Linked DNA regions of Gossypium arboreum: region 1 is linked to region 2. Evidence: chromatin contacts called from public Hi-C data. All regions are on one chromosome and are shown on one strand. Each heading gives the region's core, a stretch centred on a gene start, on an enhancer-like site or on the middle of the called end of the contact. The rest is flanking DNA. Distances are from core to core; before and after follow the strand shown.

Evidence for each region. Hi-C and Micro-C count contacts between places; a contact is called where the count stands out from the background.
Region 1: a Hi-C map of leaf shows a contact between it and region 2, with 2.6 times the contacts expected there. The contact joins the promoter of LOC108486488 here to the promoter of LOC108465445 in region 2. A contact is called at or near these places in 2 of 5 Hi-C or Micro-C datasets (both in leaf).

Annotation. Positions count from the first base shown.
Region 1 is chr6:115,004,457-115,007,855 of ASM2569848v2, reverse strand. LOC108486488 (copper-transporting ATPase PAA2, chloroplastic) reads right to left here and starts at 1,529. Exons shown (of 18, transcript XM_053029443.1): 1 at 633-1,529; 2 at 471-548. The coding sequence starts at 1,272.
Region 2 is chr6:114,501,736-114,505,014 of ASM2569848v2, reverse strand. LOC108465445 reads right to left here and starts at 1,685. Exons shown (of 2, transcript XM_017765770.2): 1 at 1,387-1,685. The coding sequence starts at 1,471.

The DNA.
Region 1 (3,399 bases), core at 280-2,779, 500 kb before region 2:
AATTTGTTGGTCTTGTGGTCAATTTGCAAATAATGTTTTTAGTTATTTTATTTGAATTTTATATAAGAGTATGAAAAGATGAAAACACTTTTAAAGTAATACTGATTACCCTTTAAAGTAAAGGTATTTTAGTAACTCACAGCCTGACACCAACTCAATCAGCCACTTTATATATACTATAGATAGATATTATGATTATTTTTCAAATTCATGAATTTGTGGAGGTATTTTTCACGGTGAATTTGAAATTTCTAAAGGCATTTGTGAATTTGACATGCAAGTTTCTATACATTTCAAATACATATCATATTAAATATTTAACTAATTTATAGTATGCAATTCATCCTGACAACTTATATAACAAACCAAATATAAATCCAAAATTTTCTAATTCATATATCCAAACATAGAATTTTTTACATGCCGCCTAAATGTTAATGCATGTGAAAATAAGGGATAAAACAACAAACCTCTTCCTGGACCCAACAAAGCCGTTAAAGCCAATCCTCCTTTGACATAAGAATTATGAAGGATTTCCAGAAACGATCCTGAATCAAACATAATTAAACCATAGGCGTCATTATCACATATCAAATTTAAATAAGAAATTGAATTGCATTAAATTAAATTACCATGGCCGAAATGAATCCCTAGGGAGTGCAAAATATGTGAAGCATGAGCTCCACAACAAAGCGCCACCAAAGTCCAAGCAAAAGCCACTCGATTCCTACTCTTCACCAACAATTCCTCTTTCTTCTTCAACATTTCCTGCCACTTCCTCATGTTCTCCGCGATTCCAGTCCCCGAAACCCTCATCTTAGCCATGAACCCGCACTCGCTCACCCTCTGAGCTATACTCTCCGCAACACTCTCCGCGGTTTCCCTCTCCATCACCTCCCGCTTCAACTTGATCGCCGCCGTCTCGGTCAACAAGTTGACCACTACTGATTCGACTCGCTCGTCGGAAGAGATAACCGATTTGACTCGGGACACACATCCGCCGCACATCATCCCGTTGACATCGAGGAGAACCGACGGGTCTTTAAGCTTCTGTCCTACCGGCTGTATAGATGATTCCTCCGACTCTAATCTAGTCTCCAGTGAACTGAACAAGACGAATCCAGGAGTTGACCGAGGCTGACAATGGAAACGACCGCGAGGGCATCGTTTTAGCAAGCCAAAGCGGTCAGCTTTGAGTTTCGCGCCATTACCGAGAGAGAGCTTTGGCCGATTTAATACAGTGAGTCTTAACAGATCCCCCGCCATTGCCATTGTTTGTTCGCATAAGGAGTTTTTTTTTTTCTTAGAAAAAAAAAAGGATGACCAAAGAAATGCACTGAGAAAGATTTGAAGACAATGATGTTGATCCTTGTTGAAAGTTGAAACGCAGAGGACCGTAGCTGAATTTCCTTTTAGAACATTATCCAATTATAATCCGCCATGTAATCTTGAAACTGTATCCGCACGTTTTTTTGTATGCTATCATTGAACTGAACTTCACCTAACCTTGTGGTCGAAATTCGACAACAGCAATTGAGATATTCAATTTACTTAAAATTCCAAAACGCTGCGTTTTAATCCATTACACTTGGGGCTAGGTCACCATTGTTAAAAATTGCTTTTCAAAACGATACGATTTGTTAATTTCAAATGTTGTTCACTGTTATTAAAAAATATATTTTTTAAATATGATATTGGAACTTAAAAATAAGTTAAATAGTATTTAAATAATTTAATAATTTAATATATAAAATATAAAATTTAAATAGTTTTAAAGCAATTAATATAAATTATTTGTAAACTTTAATTTAAACATATAAACTATATTAGAGAAATTTTTTTTATTAATTTACATGCTCATTGCTCTTGTTTTAGAATAATTTACATGTTCATTGCTAAATGCTAAGTTCAAGCTTAAAAATATATTTGAATGATATGGATTTATTTAGTTGTATATTATGTCACAATCAATTAAATTTCAATTTGTTGGGATGAAATAAATGAGGATATTTTGACAATTTTGCATTCACAAGTCAAAAGCCAAAAGCTTTATTTTTTTAGCTTTTGAGGTTGAGTCTAAAAGCTAGTAAAATGTAACGATTTGGTTTCTATTAGTATTAGAAAATGACGTTTCAGAATTTCGTTTTCGTAAACTAAATCTGTAATATTTAATAGAGATATTTGTAGAGTTATTGTATTGATTAATTGAAATTTAGTTAAGTGATTTAATTGAAATTGTGAGTAATTAAGGCTTAGGGACTAAATTGTAAAAGTCTAATTACTATATATTTTAATTAGAATAAGACTTGGAGACTTAAATTACAATTAACCAAAGGACTATAATAGAAAACATACCGATTTTAAATATATGTTAGTGGGCATTGATGGATGGCGTCATTTACTTAATTTAATTATTTATTAAGCTTAAATAATTAAGGTTAATTTAATTAAACTAGTTTAATTAAATTAAAACCATAGTATAAAATGCAATTAGAGGAAAGAGAGATGAGAGTTTCATCTTCTTCATCTCAACAAAAAAGAAACATAAAAGTAAAACACTATTTTTGCTAACTTTGAAGCTCTTGGCTAAATAAGTCCCTGGTCATTTTTTATTAATTTTTATAGATTTGAGGTCATAGGGGCTTGAACTAGCTAACACATGTATTAAATTGTGAAACTGTCAATGTTTTTAAAGTTTCCATAGTTGAGAAATTGATGAAATTTGTGAGAATTTGATAGAAATTAAGATTAGTTTAAAAAGGACTAAATTGTAAAGTTTAATTAATAGTTTGTACAATAGGGATCAAATTGAATAAAATGAAAAACTATTATGAAATCTTGGTAGGAATAGGAAATAGAAGGTCCCTAATGAAAATAGGTGAAATCGAATTTTAATTTGAGGGTTTAGATTGAAAGTTATGCTTGTCTCGGGTTTAGAGACTAAATAGAATAAATTGCAAAATATGTGTGACTTTGTATTTGGTTGTGATTTGAATTGGAATTTGATGTTTTGTACTGTTGGATTATTATTCGTAGCTAAAGACGACGCAGGGCCGTCAAAAGGGAAAAGAAATACGAGAGCCAACAACAAGTAACTTGAGTCTTCGGTTTGTATTTCTATTATTTGAATCATTTTAATTGTTTCATATTTATATTGTTTTGCATAGTATGATATTGAGATTGCTTGTTGAAATAGAGGACTAAATTAAACAGAACTGAAACTAGTGTAACTTGATAAAAATATGAAATTGGCCTTGAATTGGATTGAATCATGTTATGTTATGTAATGTAATGATGAATTGGATAATTAGTTACCCTATTAACTTGATGTCCACGAAACCAACTAAAAATACAACAAAGGTAAATGCACCTATCGATAAATAGTATAGCTACAGTGAG
Region 2 (3,279 bases), core at 436-2,935:
GCCTCAATGAAGTTGAAGACTTTTTTTATTATGCCTCATAGAAGTGGGTAATGGTGAAATATTGGAAAAACAGCATAGCTTTCTCTTCTTGATGCATTGCTTAGTTTCAACATCTCGTGCTCACTTGGGCAATTCTCTCTCTGTTACTCGGAATACTCGTATTCAAAAATGTGTCAGATACAGGTCTTGGATAGTGATACTTAAAAGAACCGAAGAATCAAAGCAACATAGCTCTTTCTACAAGAGATGTTTATTCCTTATCATACATAAGCATGATTCATCTCATGATCAAAGATTTTCATCTGGGTTTATACCAGAGCTAGAACTTAGTATTCTAAAAACACCAATGTCCTGAATTCTTTGTTTACTACGAATTGAGATTTAGAAGCTTAAAGATACCAAATTATAAACGGATTTTTTTTCACATCCATAATAAAAACAAAAAGGTTAATAAAAAAAACACCTCAACAAACACATTTGGAAAACCATAAAACACCGCAATTAAACGATACTATCTTAAACAAGAAAGAAAAGTACAAGATCACATCTCACAACATAGACCAAATACTGTCCTTGATAAGATATACATTATAATCAAAACCAGTGGCTAAAGCCCATTTCTACAATTAATAATGTTAGCATAGATAAGCTTTCATGAATTTTATCCCTACCTATTTATCCCAAATCCTCTGCTAAGTAATGAAGCTTGGAAAAATCTCAATATAATGATGGGATGGAAATCTAAAATGCAAAAAGTAAATTTTCTTTCCTTTGTTTTCCTTGCTCTCACTAAATTAAAGCACTAAAAATAGAAACAAAATAAAAAAAACCAATCAATCAATTAAAAGACACAAATTTAATCACGAGATCCAGCGAAAACAAACAATAAAAACTCAAAAGAAAATCAAGTCAAATAAAAATAGACAATCATTGGAAAAAATTCTAGCCAACTTACCAAAAAACCAAACAACTATTCTCAAAATTCTTTCTACTCTTCCTCCATCTTCTACTATTCTCAGATTATTTTATAAAGAATTATTGCAGAAATTTTTATAATAATTATTTATAGAAATTGATTTTTTTGTACTCTATTCAAAGTTTAGTAAACTATTTTCGTTAATACAAAATGCAAATAGTCACATAGTTTCATTGTATTCTCAAATATTTTATTTTTTCTGTTTGATATTTTTTCTCACTAAAATTTCACATCAACAAGAAGCATTTAGAGAAAAAAAAATCCAAAAATTAAAATGCAAAAAAAAAACCGATATATTTCAATAGTTATGAAGCAGATCAATCAGTAGGCAGAACCAATACCCCAAATAGAAAACATAAAATGCATTGTTGCAAGTGATTAGTTTTCACCAGAAGGGGGACAGGACTTACTTTGAGTAAGGGCAGAAACAGAGAGGAAAAGAAAAGGAGACAAGAGAAGCCATAACGCCTCTGCCATTGCCATAGCCATTGCCATTGTTGTAATTTTGAGTTAACTGAGGAGATTAGAGACAGAAGAAACCAAGAGATGAAATAAGAGGGAAAATGGTGAGTAAAATGTCCGTTTCGTTTCTGTTGCTTTACAACTACGGCTAGTCTTTTTTTGGTCTTTAATTGCCGTTGCCGACAAGCCACCATCGGGGTTATCGGGTTTAACCCTTTGAATCTTTATTTCAAAAATGACCCAATACCACATTTGAACCAAAAAAAACCCGGATCTTTAATCAGGGTTAATTACAACAAACGTCCCCACACATGTATTAGTATCTTAAAAGTATAGGGTCATTTTCATTAGGCATCTATGACCAAATCTTAAATTGATCTCTCAACTTAAAAAATGTTTTAGTTTGGTCTCAAAATATCAATATCATATTAATCAATTTATTCAATCAGCTTAGGCATTAGTTTTAGTGTTAAATGCCACTCAAATATGATATGGAGCATATTTAAAACACATGGGTTAAATTATAAATATGTATATATATAATGCATAAATAACTTAAATTTAACTGTTGAAAAGAAACAATCTTTTTTTTTAGCTTTGCAACACTTAACACGTTAGATTCAATTTATTCAAAAAATAGGTACACGTGTTTACAATTAGATCCATACATTTTAAATATGCTCACATTGAATATGAATTAACATTTAATGCTTAAATTGATGGTTAAGCTTACAAAAGGATATGACTGATGCAATACTAATATTTTAAAGACCCAATTATAATATTTTAAAATTTAATGACCAATTTAAAATTTAGATGTTAATTTGGGACAATTGTAACTAATTATAGTTAAAGAAGTTTTATTTTTATTTGTCAACAAAGCTTAGTTGAAACGGTGAGACCTTCAAATTTTTTATGTTCTAAATTTAAATAATTCCACGTGTAAATACCATACAAGTTATCTTCCAGGCTAATTTTTTCAATATATGCTGAAACAAAAAACTTATTTGAGTATATGTGTTTTTTTTAATTTACCTATCTATATTGTTTTAAACGGAAAAGGACACTTTCAATCACGCCAGCTGAAATAGAATGTATTTATATTAAAATAAATCATTTATTTAACCAATAGTTAAATGTTAATGTTTTTGTCTTTAAGTCTTGGTTTGATTTTTCTTCTACTTACATTTTTATTTTTTATTTCATATTGTTTTATGGTTTTATTTTTTTAATTAATATTTTTGACACGTTAGTTCTTTTTATTAGATGATTAGATAATTGTAATTTCATTATTGAGTCCTAAGTTTAATTTTTCTTATAAACATTTTAATATATATTTTTATTTCATGTTGTTTCAATCTTTTATTATTTTAATTAATTTTTATAATTAATAAATATATTGTTTTTAACTTTTTTATTTTTAACTCATCTCTTTTTATTTATAAAATCAAATAATGAATATGTAATTATTTTTAAAAATACTAACTAATTTTTAGATATATTTTTTATATATAATATTTATATGTCAAATATTAATTTTCTCCACTTATATTTTGGGGTATGGTGATTTCTAATATTATAAAATCAAATAATTATTTCAAATATTATTGTTTTTCACCTACATTGTGGTTATGATATTTAAAATATTTTTATACGTGAAATATTTCAAATATTATTATGTTTATATGTGAAATATTTCAAGTACACATACAAAAATATATAATATGGCAATTTACTACACTCATGATATGGATTGAAAGATAAATATTACACATATAAAAATTATAGTTACTAAAACTAATGGTATTTGCAATAATTATTTGATTTTATAAATAAAAGAG